Linked DNA regions of Mus musculus: all the other regions are linked to region 2. A link is a contact called in public Hi-C, HiCAR-type and capture Hi-C data. All regions are on one chromosome and are shown on one strand. Each heading gives the region's core, a stretch centred on a gene start, on an enhancer-like site or on the middle of the called end of the contact. The rest is flanking DNA. Distances are from core to core; before and after follow the strand shown. Region 1 holds the start of Tpk1 (thiamine pyrophosphokinase). Region 2 holds the start of Cntnap2 (contactin associated protein-like 2). Region 3 holds the start of Arhgef5 (Rho guanine nucleotide exchange factor (GEF) 5). Region 4 overlaps Cntnap2 (contactin associated protein-like 2).

What was found. A called contact is a pair of places that touch in the nucleus more often than the background predicts. HiCAR-type assays count read pairs that join an accessible place to other places. Capture Hi-C pulls out chosen DNA fragments and counts their contacts.
Region 1: a contact with region 2 is called in a HiCAR-type map of astrocytes, with 7 times the contacts expected there. The contact joins the promoter of Tpk1 here to the promoter of Cntnap2 in region 2. A contact is called at or near these places in 4 of 39 promoter capture datasets (cranial neural crest, embryonic stem cells, liver and 1 more) and 1 of 115 datasets of contacts at active chromatin or transcription factors (astrocytes).
Region 3: a contact with region 2 is called in a capture Hi-C map of embryonic stem cells, with 5 times the contacts expected there. The contact joins the promoter of Arhgef5 here to the promoter of Cntnap2 in region 2. A contact is called at or near these places in 1 of 39 promoter capture datasets (cranial neural crest) and 1 of 9 other capture datasets (embryonic stem cells).
Region 4: a Hi-C map of cerebellum shows a contact between it and region 2, with 2.2 times the contacts expected there. The contact joins the enhancer-like site here to the promoter of Cntnap2 in region 2. A contact is called at or near these places in 6 of 39 promoter capture datasets (the C10 cell line, cranial neural crest, frontonasal cranial neural crest and 3 more), 10 of 484 Hi-C or Micro-C datasets (LSK cells, cerebellar granule neurons, cerebellum and 4 more) and 3 of 115 datasets of contacts at active chromatin or transcription factors (PVALB interneurons, astrocytes and forebrain).

What each region holds. Positions count from the first base shown.
Region 1 is chr6:43,664,800-43,667,572 of GRCm38.p6, reverse strand. It overlaps Tpk1 (thiamine pyrophosphokinase), which reads left to right and starts at 1,295. Exons shown (of 9, transcript NM_013861.4): 1 at 1,295-1,437; 2 at 1,756-1,813. The coding sequence starts at 1,771.
Region 2 is chr6:45,058,795-45,061,494 of GRCm38.p6, reverse strand. Cntnap2 (contactin associated protein-like 2) reads right to left here and starts at 1,434. Exons shown (of 24, transcript NM_001004357.2): 1 at 1,109-1,434. The coding sequence starts at 1,205.
Region 3 is chr6:43,264,319-43,267,062 of GRCm38.p6, reverse strand. It overlaps Arhgef5 (Rho guanine nucleotide exchange factor (GEF) 5), which reads right to left and starts at 1,419. Exons shown (of 15, transcript NM_133674.1): 1 at 1,320-1,419.
Region 4 is chr6:46,971,523-46,974,222 of GRCm38.p6, reverse strand. The region is part of intron 15 of Cntnap2 (contactin associated protein-like 2); the gene reads right to left. Among named protein-coding and RNA genes, the nearest start is that of Gm38801, 15 kb to the right of the region's middle. Within about 2 kb of position 1,367, at least 3 of the 459 cell types and tissues checked have an H3K27ac peak or open chromatin away from gene starts, as enhancers often do. A contact at or near this core is called in cerebellar granule neurons and cerebellum, where this site is marked.

The DNA of each region.
Region 1 (2,773 bases), core at 46-2,545, 1.4 Mb after region 2:
TTAGAAGTGGGCCAATGACTTGAATAGCCATGTCTCAAGAAAGGATGCATACATGGCCAAAAAAGCATAAACAATACTGCCCGCCATCGCAAATCCCCAGGGAGTTAAAATAAAACCACAACAGGATATCAACATGAGAGAGATGAGAGATGGAAGAGAGGGACAGTGATAAGGATTCTTACAAAGGGAAAGTAAGGAAGCTGGGCAAGGATGCAGAGAAAGAGAAACTCGATCATGGTTAATGGAAGTTTAAGTTAGCGTAGACCTATGGAAAACACAATGGAAACTCCTTAACTAAACAGGTGATAGAACTACCATATGGTTCACTCATCCCACTGCTGGGCATACATCCAAAGAGAATGGAAAACACAGTCAAATGCTCTGTACTCTTATGTTTATTGAAGTAGCATTCCTTTGCAAAGATATTGTAATAGAGAAATGGCATTCTTCAGTAATAAAAATAATGAAATAATGGAATTTACAGAGATGTGGATGGGACGGGAGGACATTATGCCTGCCAAGTGAAGTAAGTTGTCAAAGAAAGGCAAATAGTGTATGTTCTGCTAGCTAGAAGCTAAAATGTTGGCATCAAAACTGGAAAGAATTGAATAATGATTGCCCAAGTTTGGGAAGTGTATTTGGAATCTTTAAATAGAAAGAAATGGATGTTTGAGTTAAAAAGATTAAAAAGGACTTACCTATTACCCGACTGGGGAAGGGGAAGTTCATCAGTTAGAATGTTTGACTAGCTGGATACCCAGCACCAGCCACATTAACTTGACATAGTAGTCATGATTGAAAGAGCAGTACTTAGAAGGAAGAAACAGGAGGACCAGATGAATGAAGTCATCTTTCGCTACACAGTGATTTTTGAGGCTAGCTCGGTATACCTGGAACTGGTTTTTAAACGCAGGGATGGGTCTCTGTTATTTCTGGGCCAGCAGGAGACCTACAGGTTCTCAGAATTTTTGAGTCCTCATCTATGCTGGCTTAGAGATGGTGGTGGTGAAATTTTGGTTCTTTGGCTTTGCTAAAAAAAAAAAAAAAAGCTGCATTCCTACAACGTGGTGATTTATTTTAAAGGGTTCCCATTGGTATGTTTACAAAGCACTGTTTGTGCAAAGCACGGGAAGCAGAAGATGAAAGAGAAGGTGGACTCAGTGGACTGGGTGTAACAGATGGGCGAAGGTGGATGGAATTCTCCACTGTGCAGGGAACTGAGCACAGCAGGCTGGTACTAAGCACCCCGCGGTTGCTAGAAGCTACGCAGGCGGCAGCCAGGGGCCCCTCCGGAAGAGGCGGGGCTCTGTGCTCGCGCACGAAGCCCTCTCCCGCGAACGCGCGGCGCGCCCCAGGCTCCGCAGCCGAGCGCCGAGCTTTCGATCCGTCACTCCCGCAGCCCTCGCTCGCGTCGCTCGTGGCTCCACCCGCCATTGTGTAAGTGCGCGGCTGCCGGCGCGGGCTGGCGGGGCGGGGGCGCGGGAAAGAGGGAGCGAGGGAGGCCGCCCCTCGCCGCCAGTCCCCGGATGGAAGCTGGGGCGTCTGGGTGAATAGAGGCAGTGGCCGGAGCTGGAGCCTGGAGCTCGCTTGAGATTCCAGGTTCTCCAGCCTCTGCCTGGGACTTTCCCCCGCCCACCGCTGCACCTTCCTGGCCTCCCGTAGTGCCGGGTCCAAAGTGCCTGCTGCGGGATGCTTACTCCTGTCGCAGAATTACGTTTGGGAAATAACTTGGGACTTATTTTGTTTTCCATACAGAATCCATTCCCCGCTATGGAGCATGCCTTTACCCCGTTGGAACCCCTGCTACCTACGGGTACCGTATTCTTTACCATGCTACAGTGTCAGCACGAGCCCCGCAGAGGGACCTCATTCCTACCCTGAAGGCCTTAACCGAAAACTCCATTTCCTTTTTCCTGTGCGCAAGTTAGCAACCACACCTGTGCCTCTGTTTCCCTGTTTGGAAAGTGAACATAAATATTTAGTCTTTGCCCTGTAGAACTTTTGTGAGGACTGAGCGAGTTGATACAGTTTGTATCCTCTACCTGATATTCCAAGAGTAAACAACCAACATGCCAAACACACATATCCAACCGTGGAACATTTGACACTGGGAACGTGAGGGATGTCCATAGCTGTCTGTCAGGGACGTTTCTAATCATCTTGAAAGTACCTGAACTTAGTACAAGATCAGTACATGGTTACATACAGTGTCTTGAAGTTTTAACCCTAAGGCTTTTAATTTTTATTATAAAACTTGGTGCTGGGGATTGAGTCCAGAGCCTTGAAAATGCTAGGTAAGATACACTTATCAGTAAACTGATTACCCAGCCCATAGGATTTTTATTTCTCAAACTTTGAAGTTATTGTACTTCACATGATGACATGTGGAATGAGTTTTATTAGTAGCATTTATTCTTATGTAATTTGACTACAGTGATAAATTGTAAGGCTAGTTAGTTGTATTTAATTTTCAAGTTACACTTTTTATCTATGGATGTTTGTGTAGGTACATGTGCGCATATGCATATGGGGGTCAGATGTCATTCTGGGGTGTCATTCCTCAGGTGCTGTCATCCACTTTGTTTCTGAGTTTCTCACTGACCTGGAAATAATTGATTAGGCTAGGCTGGCCAGCTGGCCAACTGGATAGGGACCCCAGGTATCTTTCTGGGGCTACCTCTCTAGATATAGGATTATACGCATTAGCTACTATGCCATGTCTCTGGTGTCTATGGTCCTGTGAACCACCTTGTATACCTCTAGTCTACTGTTG
Region 2 (2,700 bases), core at 185-2,684:
ATCATAGTACTGGCGATGATTGCTCATCAAAACATGCAAAACATATTTCATGGCTGCTCTTAATATTTTATACAGTGGAATAATAATATTAATATTGAAATACAGACAAAGGTAAACATTCTTGCATCCACAGAATCTTAAACGGGGGTGGGGGGCAATCATGAGTGAAACATCTAGAAACTTCTGAACCTATCCTAAGTGGAGAATATTTCCCCTTGAACTTCATAGTCCACACTCCTTCACCAATGAACTCACCCAATCTCACAAACAAGGCTGTGCTTAGGAAAGCTGTGCAAAGTGCTACAGAAAATCAGTCCAGCTTTTAACATTTTCTCAGCCAAAGTCAACTATACCTTTCCTCTCTTCATGCACACTATGAGTTTCTAAAGCAATGCAGAAAATAGGCCAGATCTTCCATTTCTTCTACCCACCTCCTTAGACCCACACATTTTTGAGCAGTTAGATCATTTTCTTAAAAACTTTCATACCATCATTTTATTGTGCCATTGCACTGGCTGTCCCAAGTCCTAGCCTGCATGAGTCATGCTCATTACCCCAAACCACTAAGGAATTAGTGCAGTGTCAGTCCCAACATTAGCCTCACTTTCAAAATACACACAATCAAAGAGCTAAATGAGCATTTACTTTCTAGGAGGGCAAAGGAGATTTAGTACACACATAGGTGCCAAACTGCTTGAAGTATGTTCCTTTCTCTTCCTCAGACCAACACAAGTTAAAACCATCAACAAAAATCAAAAACTTATGCTAGTTTTCTGTCCTAAGTAAAATGTAATCATTTCCAGACTGCACTGATAGGTATCAAGAAACGACTACACTTATCACTCTAACCAAGCAGTTGTGGAGTGATCTTTGAGACTAGGAACAACTTTCCAGAAGCATCCAGCACTAGGAAAATCTTCACTGAACAAGGAGCTCCCTGGGTTTGGAGTTTCTCTGCGGCAGTGGCTACAAACGAGAAACCTCCGACAAACAAACACCAGGGGCAAGAATTGGGAATGCACCTCAGAGTTGATACCCGAGCGCCCTTACACCAATGCGGCATTGAAGTGGCTCCAGTACGGAGCCTGGAGAGGAGAGAGCTACTTACGGAACGTGGAGGGAGCTGTCCAGGCTCTGCAGATGAAGCTGCTGAGAATCCAGAGCGAGAGCGCTGCCCTGTAGCCTGCTCTCAGAGACATCACCATCCTTAGCCGCCGGGCCAGTGGTACTCCAAAAGCTCGCTGCAGAGATGCAGTCTGCCTCTCTGTGAGGTTCTTGAAGGGAACCGGTCTGTCCTCAGATGTGAGAGGAAGCCAAGCTCCTCCTGCTTTGCTTTTTCTCCCCTCACCCTCTTCAGGTTCCAGTTCTGGGCTGGCAGCAGCAGGGGAGGCGCAGCCTGGTTTTCCCCTCTCTGTAGGTCTGGTCTCTTGCTCTGCGAGCCAGTGAAATGCCAGGGGAAGAAATTCAAACCGAGAAGGAATAGGAGGGGTGAGGGAGAGGAGGGGACTGACACGTACCCCGCCCTCTCTTCTGGAAAAAAATTACCAAAGGACGCGTGTGTGTGTGTGTGTGGGGGGGGGGGGGGGAATCTGGAGAGCACTCAGACCGCAGGAAAGAACCGAGAGCGATGGGTCCGGTGATGCTGCCTTTGCCACTGCGGGCGATCGCTTGGGTGGCCACTGGGCAGCGCGACTCAGAGGGGTTTCCAGTAGGCTGTTAGCTCCCAGGCTGAGATCAAGGATGTGTAGAGCTGAGGCAAGCCCCCGTACACGCTCGGCCTCAGCGTGGCGCGGCACTGAGAAGCATCCCTAGCTGGGGAGAGAGCTCAGCAGCTACCACCGCAGCCAGGAGCTGGAGACTCTGCTGCCTCCAGCAGTGCCTGCAGACGGGGCGAGCCTGTGGAAGGGAAGCCTCCCCCCCCTTCCCTTCTTGTTTCCCTTCCCTCCCTGCCCCTCCTCCTCCTCCTCCTCCTCCTCCTCCTCCTCCTCCTCCTCCTCCTCCTCCTCCTCCTTCTCCTCCTTTTCCTTTTCCTTTTCTTTTCCTACTGCACTCCTCTTGCTATAACAACCTTTCTGCCCTGTCTTCGTCAGCTTTGGAAGCAAAAGAGAGAAGGAAGCTAGCGTCTCAGGTCCATTAACTGGAGTCAGGGCCAAGGATGAAGAGATGCGACTCACTCTAAGTGGGAGGCGCTGCTGTCCGCGGTGCTGAAGTTGGTGATTTGCTGTGTAATCTAAGAACCCTGCTCCAGACCTGCCTAGTTCCTGACCCAGACAGCTGTAGGAGGGAAAAACCTCTTACTGGGATGCTTTCTCTTTGGCTCCTTTCCTCCCCTTTGAATAGAGATGGTACAGGCTCCTGGAGCTTAGAACTCCCAAAAATCACAATCAGGCGCCGAAAGGCAGGTCTTCTGAGTGGTCCTAACACCAAGTGACAGGTTTAAATATCCTGACTGGCTGGAGCAGAGAGAGATAAAATTGCTCAGATGTACCTAATGCAGATGTTTTAAATGTGTAATCAATTCACACACACACACACACACACACACACACACACACACACACACACACATATATATATATATATATACTCCAAACACATGCTGCTGAGACAACCACACACCGCAAACACAAACAAACCCAATAGGAAAGGTAGAATAACTATGTAGTCAAGTGATAATTACTTTGGTGTGCTTAGGTGTTG
Region 3 (2,744 bases), core at 170-2,669, 1.8 Mb after region 2:
ATGGGCAGCCATACCCTCCAGGGAAAACAGATATATGAAAACTTTGGCTACATCTTCAATTTCTGTATTCTTTTGAAAAGAGGTACCCCTTCACATTCCTTCTGACTTGTCCCTCCCAATGCTTACATCTCTCTTTTACCACAAACTTAGAATTTAGAAGCTGTCTGTCCTCTACTCAGCCTCCCCCTTGTCCCCTCCAAGTCCTTTTAAGGTCCATGGGTTCTGTCTTAGACCCGAGGACTGGTTAACAAATGATGACTGTTTTGATAGAGCCAGAAGCTTGCATACCCCAGGTGTAGATAAAGCAGGAAGTGTGGGAAGAGGCCACACTGGGGGCTGTTTCTCTGGGACTTGGTGCTTTTGAAGTAAAGCTGAGAGCACAGTGGGAGAGCAAGGGAGGAAGGAAGCTGAAAGGAAAACCACCCTCTCAACTCTCCAGTTTGGTGTGCCCTTCCCCCTCAGTCTGACACAGCGCTGGCCAGAGTTCACTGCTAGGCCGACAGGAGGACAAGATTGTCCAGAGAACCCAAGATCCAGGAAAGGGGGAGGGGAAGAAGACTTGAAAACTGAGGCTCTAGGGCTAGCTCTCCCGGATCAGTTCTGGAAAAAGGCATTTATAGAAGATGCCCCAAACTAGGGCTCTGAAAATGGGCTACCGCACCGCGATATTCCGAATAGCTCTCTTACACGTTCCTTAGAACCTTGTGCCGAGGCCAACAAGAAACTCCCTATACACAGGTAAATGGGGGAGAGGGAACTCAGGGCAAGGATCCCTGATTCAGATTTCAGAGCCTTAGTTAACAGCGGAGAGAGAGGTGTGTACATAGATTCACACATACGTAGGCATGTAAATGCCGCGAAGATAACGAAGCAAGGCCCAGGCCTGGTTACAAAAGAAAAAAAAAAGACACTTCCAGGTAAGGAACCGTCTAGAAACTGAATCTCAAGAATTCTTTATCATAGGAGTTAGCTTTCCCCAGGGCCCCGACTTTCCGGGTGGAAAAAAGTTCTGATTATTGGCCCGGGAACATTGCGGGGCAGGGTGCCCATTTCCAAGGCTCAGACCTGGTTGGAAAGCAAAGTTTGCCAGGAGGCCATTCCTTCCAGCTCCCTTCCCGGTCCCGACCAGGTACTCAGCCCCTCACTCGGAGCCCGGCCCACTGGCCCAGCCCCCCATTTCCGGAGTCTGCGCCCCGGGACCTGGCCGGGACTGGTCCCGGGGGAGGCCTAGTTCTCTCTTCTTTCCCGCCCCTGCCTTACCTCCACCCGGCTCCACGACCACCCAGAGTCCGGGGCTCAGAAGAGAAGAGAGCACCCACCTGGTCGGAGTCACATGCTGCCCCGGGCTGGCCCGAGAGTCCCCTCCAGGTCCGGGCGCCCGCCGCGGTCCCCAGCCAGGCCAGGCCGCCCCGGCGCCCCACCCGCGGCCCGCCCCTGCCGCCGGACGGGAGGGAGGGACCGGCTTCTCCCAAGGAAGTTTCAGGTGAGGAAACAGGGACACACCTTCCCGGGGGAGGGGCAGCTCCGGGCAGAGCTGGGAAGAGCGAGCTCCGCGGGATTGAGCTCTACCCACAGCACCGGCAGGCCGTGGCCGTCCAGGGGCAGAACCCAGGCAGGAGTCACCAAGGAGCCGCAGGAGAGAACTGGGCACGGGACTCGCCGGTGTCCGGCGTGGCCCTAGACTCCCCTGCGTGTCTCTTCCTCCGTGGGTCCTCGTCAGGTCTCCAACTGAGGCTCATCCGGACCCGGCTGACTTTCTGCCCCTCGATGTTTCCGAACATCTGAGATTTGGGATTGTCAGCGTGTTTCTTTACTTGGTGTTTGCCATAAGATAAAGGGTTCTTGCACAAGTTCTTCTGTTCCTGTCTGTATGCTTCTCTATCTCTTGTCTCTCCCTCTCTACCCCCCTCTCTCCTTCCCATGTTCCTCTCTCTCTTCACTGGGTGCATGTGAAACATTCTTATGTCTTTTCTGTAGATAGCCTCTGTTTGCCACCATGTTCCAGAGTTCATTTTAAGATCTTATGTCTCAGTTTGTATGACCCTCCTCTGTTCTTTCCAGTATTCGGAGAGAGAATACACACACACACACACACACACACACACACACACACACACACACCTTTACCTAATGACAGGAACTTTGGATGTTCTGTCCACAGGCTCCCTCCCCAAACCCATTCCTGGCTCTGGGGGGTACCATAATGACTTTTTCCCCAGGAGAATTAACAGGCTCTTTGGCTGTTTTTCTTTTAGGAATGCTGTGGCCCACAACTGCAATCAGCTTTTGTGGGTAGACTGTCCCCTGATCCCTGTGTCCACCGCTGCTGCACTGGCCCTGGCAGAAGAGGCTAAGCAGTTGTTTGGAAGGCCCTGCAGAATCAAACATGACCAAGGGAGAAAGGCCTCCTCTCTGATAGTCCCGAAGCAATGCAGTGTTCAAAAAATGCCCTAGTTCCGTCATGCTCTTTTGGAGGATTAAACTTTAAAGAGTTTAGCTAGCTTAGACACACTCATAATTGCAGTGAAGTATACAGGAAATAATAAGAAATGCCAAGTCTAGGATTCGGCCATATAAGGGCAGGCCAGCATGCTTCATAAACCCAGCAAGGGCATAGAACAAGGAGTGAAGAGAATCTGAAAATTAAAGCTGGTCAAAAAGTTCCTTCTAGACTGGGAGAGAAACCCTAAGGACTCAGAAAGTCCTGATCTCTAGTGGGTGAACACATTTTGTTAACCTCTGCT
Region 4 (2,700 bases), core at 118-2,617, 1.9 Mb before region 2:
TCCTTTAACATGATGGCCCATATCCCTCTGCAACTGTGAGCTAAAATAAGCCCCCATATTCCCTATGTTACTTCTGTCAGGTATTTTATACAGCATTAGAAATAAAACTACGACACACTATTCATATGTCACAAAGAGGAATGAGATCATGTTGTTCCCAGAACACAGGATGAGTCTAGAGAGCCTCAAAATAAGCCAGACTCACAAAGACAAGGATCACAGGCTTTCTCCCATCTGTGGAATCTTCAAAGTGTTTTCATAAAGACATGAAAGCAAACTGGGGGCCTGTTGGGGAACAGGAATGGGACCTGCAGGAGGGCTGATAAGTGTCGGTTGTTGGGGAAGAATATGATCAAAGTATCTTCTGTAGATAGGTGAATATGCCATAATACAACCCACTATTGTGCACAATACACTAATAAAAACAATTATTAACAACTGAAGACACAATGCTAGAACAACATGGTGGAACATTAACCACTCTAATTTCCCCCTAATGGGAATTAAATAACAACTTTCATAGTTTATCTGTGACAGTGAATTTGGTCATTGACATTTTAAGTAGGAAAGGAAAATCCAATTTTACATTTGAGAAAAATGAAGCCTTAACTGAAAAGTGCTTAAAAAAAAAACCCTCACCACATCTGGTTAAAAAAAAAAGTTAAAACATTCTACATTTTAAGACTTTTCCCCTTTCATGTCATTAATAGATTTCAGAACACATTTCTTAGGAGGAAATAAAAGGGTAATTTTGCCCTACTTTTGTAAGCTTGAAGTACCCCCAAATCATTTTACTGCACACTCATCAGAAAGTGCTGCAGGAAGAGAAAATCTCCTGATGTCATCTGGAAGGTAAGAGGCTAGATCTGATTAGTTTTTATAAAGCATAGCAGTTCTGCTAAGGATTATTTACCACGGAGTATTTCCCTTTCCCCAGGCGGCACTGTGCTTGTGTTCTTATCTGATACTCTAGGCGTTTGGAATAGGTGGCTCACAAACTTTGGTAAGCATCTGAATTATCTGCAGGGTTTGCTGCAAACATAGCTTCCGAAGCCAAAGCCACAACCCATTGGTTCGGAATATCTCAGCCCAGCCCAGAAATACGCCCTCTTTAACCAGCTGCTTCTGAAGCAGGTGCTCCTTCCCTTACAAGCAAACACTGTTTTTACAGTCTCTACACCTCTCATATTGCTTATTAGAAGCCTGACTAATTTTGAAGTGTTGTTATTTTGAACTTCATGAAGGGTAAACATGACATTCACTCTTGCTTTTGCTGCAGCCAGATCTGGGCTTCCCACAGAGTACACATGGACAGGATGCCAAAGATTCTTGCCTCACTCCTGATTTTAGGCTTGGATGCTGTGAAGTGCCTTGGCAAGTCATATAGACATTGAGCCATGCAGGCTGGTTGGCTTTGACTTCTCCTTTTTTGCCAGACAGCTTCGACCCAAAGCCAAGATGGCTCCTCTCTGTGACCCCTGGAGAATCAGAACTTCCGGATTCTGTCAACACACAGTAGTGGGCTGAGAGTTTGGCAGGCAACCTTTATCATTGAGATGTGTATGCTTGTTTATGTAAGTTATTTCAGTTCTAAGAACATTATCCTCTCCAGTTCTTTGGTGAAATCTTTTGTCTTGGGCCTTTCCATCACTTCTACTGCCCCTGAGCCTTATTCAAATATCTGCCTCTCTGCCTTTCATTGAATTGTCCTGTACGGTCTTAGGTCTTAATATGTACTGTGTACGGATGAGTCTGACATAGATCTCTGGACCCAGTTCTGAAGCTCAGAGTTCAGAGTGAGCAACCACCATCCCAGGAAGGCTTCTCATCTCTAGTCTCTTGGATGTTTCACCTTAGTGATGTTGTTGTCATCTTAGAGCACTGCAGAATCTATTCTGGATGTAACTTTCATAACAAGTGAAGTTATATATAGTTTAGCTTTCTCCTTTTCTGGTGATCAAATACCCAAATGGAAGCAGTTGAAGGAAGGAATGACTTATTTCAGTTCACAATTTGAGTATACAATCTATCATGGCTGTCCAAGTGCGACAGTTGTTCACATGACATTAACCAATCAGGAAGCAGGGAAAGATTACTACTAGCGCATTACTCAGCTGCACCCTCCTTCCTATTTGGTTCAGGATCCCACCAAGCCTACCTAATGGTGTTACCACATTTAGGGTCTTTCCACCAACTACTCCAGTCTCAAAGCTCACTCGTGGGCATGCATAGAACCTTGTCTCCTAGATGATCCTATATTATTACTAGATGACAGTCAGCATTAACTATCACAAGTTGGATGGCACACTTTGTCAACTGTAACTCCAGAGGCTCTCAAACCAGCCCTAGGCTCTTCTTTCCCATTGCCCTTGTCTCTTGGTTCTGATGGAGCCCCTTCCTGTCCTCCACAGAGGACAGCCTCCTGACCTCAGGCAAAATTAGAAAAAACGTGTCACAGTTCTTGCTCTAATGCTTAGATCTCTTTCTATCTGCAGAGACATTTGACTCTTGTGTTCCTTTCTTCTCATGAAATGAAAATGCTGTTCTGATCTAATGATGATAGAAAAAGCAATTGCTGAGTGGGAGTTTATGACATGTCATTCATTGTGCTAGTTACACATGCATTGTTACACTTGGGGTTTACAAACCATTAAGAAAGGGGACTATTAGTTGTCCCTTTGCAATGAGGATGCTGCAGCC